Regions from separate parts of the Mus musculus genome. Here regions 2, 3 and 4 are each linked to region 1. A link is a contact called in public HiChIP or PLAC-seq data. All regions are on one chromosome and are shown on one strand. Each heading gives the region's core, a stretch centred on a gene start, on an enhancer-like site or on the middle of the called end of the contact. The rest is flanking DNA. Distances are from core to core; before and after follow the strand shown. Region 1 has its middle 17 kb from the start of Tspan2. Region 2 has its middle 31 kb from the start of Casq2. Region 3 overlaps Vangl1 (VANGL planar cell polarity 1). Region 4 holds the start of Vangl1 (VANGL planar cell polarity 1).

Region 1 (2,622 bases), core at 69-2,568:
AGAATCCAGTCACAGAGTCGAACCTTTGTGCAGCTTAGCAACCAGCAGGCAGGTGAACAATGAACAGATAATTCACCCAGAGACACACAAAGTCCTCCTTTAGCATCCACGGGACCCAGGATCCTGCCCAGTCTGCAGGTACTCAACTCTCACATGGAAGATGCTACGGTGTTTTCATAACTATACACATTCTCCCAGACACTCCAAATCATCTTCTCACCTAATATACTGAGAATGTTGTGTCAATATTTATTATTCTTTTCTGGGGCAGGGGTTTGGGAATAATGACACAAAAAGAAAATATGTCCTTTCAGGACACAGGTTTTTAGTCAAATGTTTGCAATCCATCATTGCTTGAACCCATGAGTATAAAATCAATGCACACAGGAAGGAGGCTGACTGTAATTACAAACTGGTATGTGTTGTGATAGATGTATCAGGTGTGTTCCAGGAAAACTTACAACCCTGAAATCTGGCCAATAGCTGGGAGGAACATTTGCAGACCCCAAAGCACACTGCAGGCATGAGCAAGCACATGCAAAAACCCAGCATAAAGCATGCAGAGCCCAAGGAAGGGGAAATGGGCAAAAAGTGAAAGACCCACAATGTGAGGACTCCCCCACGTTCTGACTCAGGAGAGGCGACACCCAAAATCACTCACAAGAAACGGTCTTGCTGCAAACTGCAAGAGGATTTTTTTTTTATTCAAGAGCTCTCTCAGGCCCAGGGTCATACACCACGCAGGGGTAGAGGACCGTGGCATGCCGAGTAGCTGGGTAAGGGGGTATTTAAAGGAAGAAACCTCAACTCAAGGAAGTGGGGAGTGCATTGTTGATTAAGAGTCCCAAGGAAGTGCAAAGTCACAAGAGTCACAAGGAATACCTGGTAATTGTGCAGGGTATCTCTCAAGACAGTTTCTAAGAGCCCCTAACAATAGCACATTTGCATAGCGGGTTCCAGCAATGGTCTGGATGACTTTCTTTGAATGAACACTCTTTGAACCCAGGAAGCAGTGGGTGGAGGAATGTCGCTATTTGTTTTATGATTAGCATACCTTGGAGCAATGGATCACAGAGGTCACATTCCCAAGCCTGGGCCTAAAGGCCTAGAATTTTGTTTTTACATTATACTTTCAGAAGTCTCAGGAGACATGGAGGAGGGTGGTGGGAAGGTGTGGTGGAGAGACAACTAGTTTGGGCCTTGCAGGCTGTGGTTGGGTTCTGATTTTTTTTAAAAAGTGCAGATGCTGAAAACTAACCAGCAGTGTGAGTGTTGTGAGAGACAGTTGAGGTTTGGTCTGTTGCTGTGTATTGTAATGCTAAATTCTGTGGAAGGTCTTGGCCTAGGAGTGAATTCTCCGGTTTACAAGCTTTTGTTGTGCAAATCTTGTTCCTTGGTTTAAAACTATTGGTTAAATAAAATTGGTTATAGTCAATCACTGGAGGGATTAGAGGTAGGTGGGTTTGGAGTTATCTGCTTGGGGGGGGGGATGGGAGAGGAAGGAATGAGGAGAGACCAAGAGGAGGAGGAAGAAAATTTGAGGGAGAGGAGGAAGCTGCCAGGGGGAGAGATGGACAGTGAGCACGTGGCCAGGAGAAACAGCAAATATCTGGGGTACACCACTGTGGAGGTAGCCAGGCCAGCAGTTAGCAGAGTAGATTAGGGGAGAGCCCCCAGCAATTGTCAAAGACAAAATAAAAATAGAATAACCATAGTCTGAGTCTCATTTACTTGTAAGCTAGTCGGGGATAAGCTTAGATTGCTTCTATTACAGGAGACCTTGGGAGGTGACTGGGTCATAGATGAGAGTCCCTCACGAATGCCATCCATGCCCTCATAAGGGAACTCAACAGGGTGGCCATTCCTTCCACTGTGTTAAGCCGCAGCTGGAAAGTGCCACTATGAGACAAGAGCCTCACTAGATACCAATCTATTGGGTGCTCAATCTTGGTCTTCCTCTACAAGCCTCTCGAACAGTGGTTCTCAACCTCCCTAATGCTGCGACCCTTTAATGCAGTTCTTCATGTTGTGGTGACCTCAACCATAAAATTATTTCCTTGCTACTTCAAAACTTTAATTTTGCTACTATTATGAATTATAATGTGAATATATGCTATCTGATTCCTGTGAAAGGGTCATTCAACCCCCACATGGGGGTCAAAACCCACGGGTTGAGAACTGCTGCTCTAGAAATGTGGGCAATGACTGTTGTTGTTTACGAGCTATCTGGATCATGGTTCTTTAATGACCTTCAGTGCCATTAAAGAGCCTTAATGGAGACAGAGCCTAGGAATGGACTGAGAATAGAGAATTGGAGGCAGCTTGTTTGGGGTTCTTTGGCTATAAGTAACAATAACAGAACCTGTCTGTCTTCAATATAAAGCTAGCATATTAGAAGAAGACAGCTCACTTCAGAGAGAAGGACTGGAGAAGAGCAGGGGGCAGAGGCTGTGCCATAGCCTCAGACAGACAGGAATGATCCACTCTTGACAGAATGAATAGCACTCCAGTCCTCAGTCACTCCTCTCCAAATTCCAGTTTTCGGGGGCAGACCTGAAGGCACAGAGCGAGCTTGCCCTGCCAGCCCACTTCACTGTGGCCAGACAACACGGTTAGCCCGAC
Region 2 (2,622 bases), core at 33-2,532, 660 kb before region 1:
GCAGAGAGAGACAGAGACAGAGATAGAGAGACAATGACAGAGAGACAGAGATGGAGAGACACAGAAACAGAGAATGTGGAAGCTGATGAGGATGGCCTTTTGTTAGTCCCCTCTGTGACTGTCCCCTCTGCTTTCCCTTCTGCTTGCATGCATAATTGATTGCTGACAATACAATGAACTTGGCCATTTCTGAAAAAACATTCTACCAAGATGGACAAGCTGTGCTTTCCTGAGCTTCCAAAGTTCCCTCATCAGTTCTGAGTCATCTCCCCTTTTCAGAAACCACACATTCCCAGTTTCCTGAGGTGGCTTGCTGTATTAGCTCCTGATGGCCCTTCTCCCAGTGTCGCCAACGTGTTTCCTTACAAAACTTTGCTGAGTGATGCCAGTTCCTAGGAGATGCTGTAAAAATCTTCCTTAAAAAAAAGTATTTCTTCTAGGTGTCAGAGTGCTTTCCTGCACATATATGTCTGTGTACCACATTTGGGCCTGGTGGCTGCAGAGGGAGAAGAGCAGATCCTCAAGAGTGATAGTCACAGATGTTTGTAAACTGCCACATGGGAGCAGCCAGGGCTCTTAACCTTTGAGTCATCTCTCCAGCCTCATGGTGACATTTCTTCACTCTTTAAAGGCTATCTAGGGGCTGGAGAGATGGCTCAGTGGGTAAGAGCACCCGACTGCTCTTCCGAAGGTCCAGAGTTCAAATCCCAGCAACCACATGGTGGCTCACAACCATCCGTAACAAGATCTGACTCCCTCTTCTGGTGTGTCTGAAGACAGCTACAATGTACTCACATATAATAAATAAATAAATCTTTTAAAAAAAAAAAAAAAAAAAAAAAAAAAAAAAAGGCTATCTAAAACTCTTCCCCAAAATGGGTTCTTCCCTTTCTTAAATATGGAGAAACCCAAACATCTTAACTTCGTAACAGTCTACATTCGTGAGTCTCTCCTCATAAGAGTGCAACCATCAGTGTTAACTCTAGACAGAACAGAATCGGTTAGACACTTTCCAAGAAAGAGAAAAAGACAAGCCTGCAGGCATATGACTACGGCACAGCCGTGGGGACAACCAACTTGAAATGTAAGTTTTGTCAGACAAAAAAACCACCAAGTTACTTTTCCATCTTGGTGAGAGGACCTAATGGCTGTTGCTTAAACGGGATAATCTCAAATCATCAAATCGTTTCCTCTCCTATTTTGATGGAGAGCAGTGTGTAGCAGAGCATTAGCCAGCTCTGTGCCATCATCCCACAAGGCTAGCCTTGGATAGGCTAGGAGCCAGGGAACCTCAGTGAGCTGCTTCAGGAAGTCGGTCTGGCCACCCAGGGTTCCAGTGGCTCTTGTGTGGCACTGACTGGAAGAAGCCCTTTCTTGTCCACTGGACACTGCCGTTCTCCTGGACTCCTCTTGGGAAGTAAAGGGAAGTAAATATGCCTTCTCTCCTCCCTGTTGTGGCAGCATGAACCGGCTCTATTTGAATTTTAGGCAAAGTAAGTGAGAACACTTGTCTTTTAGTAATTTCTTTTAATGAAAGTCTTGCACAGCAGCCCACACAGATGGGTAACTCTGTACATTTCACTAGAATCAAAATGCTTCTTTTTTTCATCCTATTTATATTTTCTATTTTCCAATTTAGACTTATAAATGTAGTCATTGGAGGAAAAAAAAAAAGATAACCTAAGCCTTTGGGCCTAATGTAGGTTTTTTTTTTTCTTAATTTGGTTTTTGAAAAAAAAAATAAAAAATGACATTGGTCTGACTTCTTTTGTCTGAATAAAAGCTTAAGCTCAGTGTAAAAGGGTTGCATGTGCTGAAATGTTGCCCAAGGATATATGTTATTATTCCTCCCCCCTTGACCAGCAGGGTCTCCTTCTCTTTCCCTTTCAGCCTTTTGTTTGAACAGATGGGGTTGGGGAAGCTGGGGGAAGAAAGGCATTCTGTTCTCATTAACTCTCCCCATACACAAACACAACCTGGGCTTCAGGGACTCAGGACAGAGACAGCTCCCACTCCATTGCCATTGAGACCCCAAGTAGGAGATACAAAGGAAGCCGCGCTGAGGACAGACATCACCATATCAATGCGACTGACTGCTAACCAGAGAGATGGCGTTTATGGATGGTTTCAGAAATAGACTCAAGCCAAACTAAAACAAACAAGCAAACAAAAACCCACCCGTGTCTCTGCCTAACATAGGACACAGACAATCACTATTTGAAAAAATTACCCAAATCTGAAACATATACTTTATCTCAATGTATTCCTTTCAGACATTCTTTCATTGCATATAATGATATCTTAAGAGTATGATAATAAATTGTGGAGACTGACAAAGTTATTCTATGAACTATTTGGTTATTTTACTTTATATGTGGTAGAGTTAAAAGCTCAAAGATGAAGACCTAGAGTAGTGAGAGCTCTTTAATTTCAATGTAATGTAATAAAAATTATGATTAAGGTTCTCTGTGTGAGTGATTGTGCCTATTGGAGTATTCCTGACCAAGAAAAGAGTTGCAAAAATTAAAAATATGGTCTGAATGCTGAAATCACCCCCTTTACAATCCTTCTGAAAGTCTAAGAATCCATGGTATTTTGAAGAAAAGAGTAAGGTTTCAGAGA
Region 3 (2,622 bases), core at 88-2,587, 560 kb before region 1:
GAGGCTCCCAAGGACACACAGCAGCTACACTTTGGTTTACAGCTGTCACAGAAACTCCAGGGAACAGCTTCTTCAGAAGTCCCATCTATTAAAGTCAGATGCCAACAGTCACTTGTTGGGGTGGGCATCTCCTGCTTCCTTCCAAATAAAGTGCAGATGGTCGAAGGATACTGGTCTATCCTCTGCCAGTTTGAGTCAGCATTGAAGAATTTTAAAAAATCTTTATAAAAGAACTTCCTCCTGGACATATATATATATATATATTTATATATTCTTTTGTTTTTCATAAAGCCACAAGTATAGAAATTTTAGACTGATGTCTCAGACTGTAAGCGAAGAACAAACTTGTGAGATTTAGGGTCTATGAACTCTTCTGAGAGTACAATGAATGGGATTTTCTTCACATTGACCACGAGGCTGAAGTCCAAGCATTTAAGGACGAAAACAATTCCATCCCGTAACCCGTTTGTCACAGCCTCCTCACTAATAAGTCTCCACTGTGTCGAGAGCCATCGATCCTTGTCATACTGCAAGGTGGGGCCCGCACTGAGGTATCGTTCAAGGAAAGCCTGAAAGCCAAGGAAGAACATTGGTGAAGTTACAAGGGTTGCTGTGCGTTATAGCTAGGCTCCATCTTGTTTTCCCTAGAAAATGTTACCCAACTACCCCATACCTTAGACTAGAGTTCAGCCTCTCATGCTGAAGGCCCACGAGACCCTCTCTGTAGAAGGAAGACTCCTTGGGCTTCGGAATTTTCTTTTGGCAATTTACAATCAGAGGGTGAGTTGAGGGAAGTGGATTGGCTACCACTGTTGATGTAACATGCCACCTGAAGACACGGGCACCTCTCCCTCCCTGCTAAAGCCAAGAATCCCCGAGGGCAGGCTGAGTGCCTGGAACAGAGACGTAGTCAGTGAATCCTGGGCAGACAGACAAGGACAACCGCACAGACAAAACTGCATGGCTCTACCACCTGCTGGTTGTGTGACCTTGCTCAGTCATTTGCCCGGTTCTCTCAACCTCGCCCACTGAGCTGCCAAGAGGTGCACAAAGCACTCCCAGTAGGCACACTGTGGGTGTTGTCTGTCATGCAGAACTGATGCATGTGTGGCTAGGGCTCCGTATGGCCAGACCCACGTCCCCTCTCCTGAGTGCTTGCTCCAGGGACACGACACCAAGCAGACTGAAGTTCTCTGATTCCACTACATCTTCATGTGCCATCCCTCCTGCTGAGAGCTGTCCCAGAAATCCCTCCTAGACCTTCACATCTTACACTATCCCTCAGATGGATCAACGTGTTCTTTTGCCAAAGCTCCTGAAACCCCTGGCGATGACGTCATGCCATAGTTCACTTCCTGAACTCTGCTGACTTGCTGTCTCCTCCCCTCGAGGCTTCAAACTTGTAGAAGATAAGAACTACGTCAACCCTGTCTTCCACTTTTTAAAGTATGACTTTCTAATGTGCCTGGCATGGAATTAAATACATACATCAGTTTGGTTGGGAGAAAGAATGAACTGACAATATAAATTGAAAAATACTGGCATGTAGCCATCTGGTCCTAGGCCAAGGTGAGGACCTTTTTGGGTTTCAAGCAATCCTCTTTCATAACTCCTCCACTCTGCCGGGCAGTGCAAGCAGCTGTAGCCATGGTGATAGGCACACAAGAAAGCGCTGCTGTGCTCCAGTGAAATCGGAGTCACAGAAACAGCCAACCCCTGGCTTTGACCAGTGAAACTTAATTCAAAGGTGCACCAACAGACAAGTGGTTAGGCAAATCTACATATCTGGTGGAATCGGGAGCAGCTATTCACAGTGAAAGCTGCGTGAGTCAGATCTGAGTGTATGGAATGAATGATCCAAGAAACCTTGAGTGAAGAAAGCAGGCTTCCAAAACGCAGGCGTGTCTAGTATTAAAGCATCTCTGCCTTAAAAGCTAGACTCAGACTCAGCTAAGAGAACACACGTCAGCCCGAACTGGAAGGAGTGGGGGGTGGGGGCAGAGTGCGGTTTTGTTGATAGTGTGGGGGTTCTAATTACTTTGTGTTCTCTCTGTCTCTGTCTCTCTCTCTGAGTTTGTGTGTGTGCACGCCTATGCATGCCATGGCATGTGTGTGCTGGAAAACAGTTTCCCGAGTCAGTTCTCTCCTTCCAGCATGTAGTTCTGGGGCCTGAACTCAGGCTTGGCAGCAAGCACCTTTATCCAAAGAGCCGTCTCACCAGCTCCAGTTTCGGTTTTGGTTTTGTTCTTGTTTGATTGGTTGTTTTTTTGTTTGTTTTTGTTTTGTTTCTGAGAAAGTTTCTGATAGGTAGCACAGGCTGGACCAGAATTCACTACATAGCACAGGGTGGTCTTGAATCCATAAGCCTTCTGCCTTGGCCTCCCAAGCAGTGTGATTACGGTGATAATCTACCACAGCTGGCTGAAAACATAATTTTCTACATTGGACTTTTCTTTTTTAAATAAAAATCCAAGAAAGCATACATTTAAAAAATGAAACGGGAATATATCAGACAACTTTAAGAAACCCTGGAGATAGGAAACCAGCGGTCCCTTCTCCTTGACAGAAGCTATTCCTCTGCACAAGGGGACAATAGTTTTCTATTTGCAACCTGTTGTATGT
Region 4 (2,622 bases), core at 86-2,585, 510 kb before region 1:
TTCTGCCATGGCACTTACAGAGCCTAGGAGCTGTGTAATCAACACGCCCACTAGAAGGAGAAGGCTAATTAGTATTGTTGATTGGTGACATAACTTATAATATTTTTTCAGCAAACCCCGTAAAACGTATAAACACGTCAGTGAAAACACTAGTCTTCACAGCTAACTTTTGGAATTCGCCTGTAAGGGCGCGCGCACTCCTGACCACAGTCCCCTCAAACGGGTTCAAACTAACGCACGCACCAACCACACAACCATGCCAATAAAGACCCCTGCCACCCCTCCATGAACTTCAGAAGGAGCTCATCTTCGCGATCTGGGCATCACACCCGGTTTGGAGACATGAAAATTGAGATTGCCCGGCTCCGACTCTCCTCTCCTCATCACTTAGCCCACCAGGCTACGGCTCCGCCCCCACTCCTGCTTCCACCACCGACGCTTTTAAATTTTTATAAAGCTTCACACTTCTCTGGGCGCGCTGCTCGGGGCAGTTCAATGGCTGCAGGATGAAATAAGGTTCGACTGGTGTCTAAGGCTGCCCGAGTGCGGCGAGGTTGCCCAGGACAGGGACTCCTCCTTTGGCTGGGACTGGCTGCTCGCCTCTGCTCCGCCCCGGCGCTTTTGAAAGTAAACTACCTGCCTGTTGCGCTCCGCGATGCGCAACTGGCCGCGCCCCCCAGGCCTCCCGGGCTGCGGTTTTGTAAGCGAAGTGAGAAACACGAGCCAGCTCCGTTCCTGTGCTGGAAAACCGGCCAGTTGACCCCGGGTCCTGGCGGGGACCCCCATCGCGTTCTGCCCTGCAAGGCGCGTCCAGCCACTGGTTGCCTCCGACACGCCGTCATTCCCTGGCCACCACCCGGCACGCGCACTCAGGGGCGCACTCCGAAGGCCAGACAAGGCAAAGAAGTCCGAGGTAGCGCAGGCTGCCCCAGGACTCCGAGCACTGGAATGGAGCGGAGAGAGCCCGGGGCAGGGATGGAAGGACCCGCGTCTCGGGGAGCTCGACCCGGAGGAACCCAGGGGTCTCCCGGTCCGAGGGCCCGGACCCCAGTCGGACTGCTGGGGAGCAGGGACACCCGCAGTTGGCCTGACCTCCCACCCAGCTCAGTCTCGAGCCGCCGCGCCGCGCCGCGCCCGCCTCTCCCGGGACTCACCCCGGCGCCGGCCCGTCGCGCTCCACGCCCGCGCTCTCGGCTGCAGCGCCCGGGCTCCGCGGCCTGCGCTGGGCTGCAGTGGAGGCACAGCCCCGCCGCGGCCGCTGGTCTCTGCTGCTTTCCGCTTCCTGTCCCGGCGCCGCCCCGCAGCCCCAGCCCAGCCCTGCTAGCCCGGCGCGGCCGCCAGCCAAGAGCTGCGAGCGCTGCGGGCCCCGCTGCCGGCCCGGCCCACCTGCAGCGGAGGGCGGGGCACGGGGACACACACACACACACACACACACACACACACACACACACACACACACACACACGGCCTGGCCAGGGACTGACATCTCCCCTCCCAAGTGGACCCACTAGCACACAGCCTAACAAATCTCATCCTGAACACACACACACACACACACACACACACACACACACACACACACACGGCCTGGCCAGGGACTGACATCTCCCCTCCCAAGTGGACCCACTAGCACACAGCCTAACAAATTTCATCCTGAATTCCTGAATACATGACGCAGGGGTTGATGTCTCTCCACCCAGCACCCCAACATACCCCCAAGATCACACACGCACGCGCACACACACACACACTTACAATTGTGCATAAAATCCAAGCCCTCATTGTTTGCCATCATTAAAAGCTCCAACCCGCATATCCACATGGCTCAAGAACCAATTTCTACCCCTCCCCCAACTCATACATTTTTCAGCACACATAATACACTTAAACTCCAATGTAGCTCAAGAGATGACCCAGCCCGTAACCACCAACGCCCACAGTCCTACAGCAGCTTCTCCCCGCTCCTCTTCTACCAGAGCAGACATGCCTGCCTACTGGAAACTACCAGGAGAGCGCATCTCTGAAGGCAGGGAGCCAAAAGTTCCAGACCGATTGAGACCACTTCCCTCGCTAAGCTTCCTTTCCCTGTCTGGATAGTGGTGAGGACTCTAATGTCCTTGAAGGGTTGAAATTCTAGTATTAGAAAGTGCAGAACAGTTGGCAACTGTTTTTGTGAATATTCTCACCCTTCTTTCTTAGTCGTCATAGAATCCATGCCCAGAATGACAGATCTATAGCTGCCATGACAAAATGCTCCCGCGAAGGCACGCACAGCGGGAAGTGCTGAATCTGCAGTTTGTTTGCAGGAATGCTGGGGGTGATTTGCCTTGCGAAAATGCAGGCTCTTTGTGAAGTAGCCTTGTTTGGGAACCTGTAGCCTCAGGAAGTCCTTACTGTCTGCTTTTTCCTAACTCCTCTATATTCCATTTTCTCCACCATCCAGGCCACGTCCTTCTAAGTACACCCAGATGTTCACGGTGGCAGGACGATGTTCCACACTCCTAGCCTCCAGACTCCAATGACCCCACCATCTGCATGTACCTGAACTGCAGCCTCTAAATGACTCCGGAGAGCAGATCTAGAGTCCAGCATCCCGTTTCCTCGGGTAAATCCAGCTGTCTG

What was found. HiChIP or PLAC-seq counts read pairs in DNA pulled down with a chosen protein or histone mark.
Region 2: an H3K27ac HiChIP or PLAC-seq map of embryonic stem cells shows a contact between it and region 1, with 5 times the contacts expected there. The contact joins two enhancer-like sites. A contact is called at or near these places in 2 of 484 Hi-C or Micro-C datasets (colorectal tumor organoids and embryonic fibroblasts) and 1 of 115 datasets of contacts at active chromatin or transcription factors (embryonic stem cells).
Region 3: an H3K27ac HiChIP or PLAC-seq map of embryonic stem cells shows a contact between it and region 1, with 2.6 times the contacts expected there. The contact joins two enhancer-like sites. A contact is called at or near these places in 1 of 484 Hi-C or Micro-C datasets (embryonic stem cells), 4 of 115 datasets of contacts at active chromatin or transcription factors (embryonic stem cells and pancreatic cancer cells) and 1 of 9 other capture datasets (embryonic stem cells).
Region 4: a contact with region 1 is called in an H3K27ac HiChIP or PLAC-seq map of embryonic stem cells, with 3 times the contacts expected there. The contact joins the promoter of Vangl1 here to the enhancer-like site in region 1. A contact is called at or near these places in 6 of 39 promoter capture datasets (the 3T3-L1 cell line, cranial neural crest, liver and 1 more), 2 of 115 datasets of contacts at active chromatin or transcription factors (embryonic basal ganglia and embryonic stem cells) and 1 of 9 other capture datasets (embryonic stem cells).

Annotation. Positions count from the first base shown.
Region 1 is chr3:102,716,798-102,719,419 of GRCm38.p6, forward strand. No RefSeq gene overlaps it. Among named protein-coding and RNA genes, the nearest start is that of Tspan2, 17 kb to the right of the region's middle. Within about 2 kb of position 1,319, at least 19 of the 459 cell types and tissues checked have an H3K27ac peak or open chromatin away from gene starts, as enhancers often do. A contact at or near this core is called in embryonic stem cells, where this site is marked.
Region 2 is chr3:102,054,124-102,056,745 of GRCm38.p6, forward strand. No RefSeq gene overlaps it. Among named protein-coding and RNA genes, the nearest start is that of Casq2, 31 kb to the right of the region's middle. Within about 2 kb of position 1,283, at least 17 of the 459 cell types and tissues checked have an H3K27ac peak or open chromatin away from gene starts, as enhancers often do. A contact at or near this core is called in embryonic stem cells, where this site is marked.
Region 3 is chr3:102,157,929-102,160,550 of GRCm38.p6, forward strand. Vangl1 (VANGL planar cell polarity 1) reads right to left here. Exons shown (of 8, transcript NM_177545.5): 8 at 1-569. The coding sequence ends at 309. Among named protein-coding and RNA genes, the nearest start is that of Gm16160, 45 kb to the right of the region's middle. Within about 2 kb of position 1,338, at least 75 of the 459 cell types and tissues checked have an H3K27ac peak or open chromatin away from gene starts, as enhancers often do. A contact at or near this core is called in embryonic stem cells, where this site is marked.
Region 4 is chr3:102,203,358-102,205,979 of GRCm38.p6, forward strand. Vangl1 (VANGL planar cell polarity 1) reads right to left here and starts at 1,336. Exons shown (of 8, transcript NM_177545.5): 1 at 1,155-1,336. Gm16160 (a long non-coding RNA gene) reads left to right here and starts at 483. Exons shown (of 3, transcript XR_375921.3): 1 at 483-913; 2 at 2,444-2,622.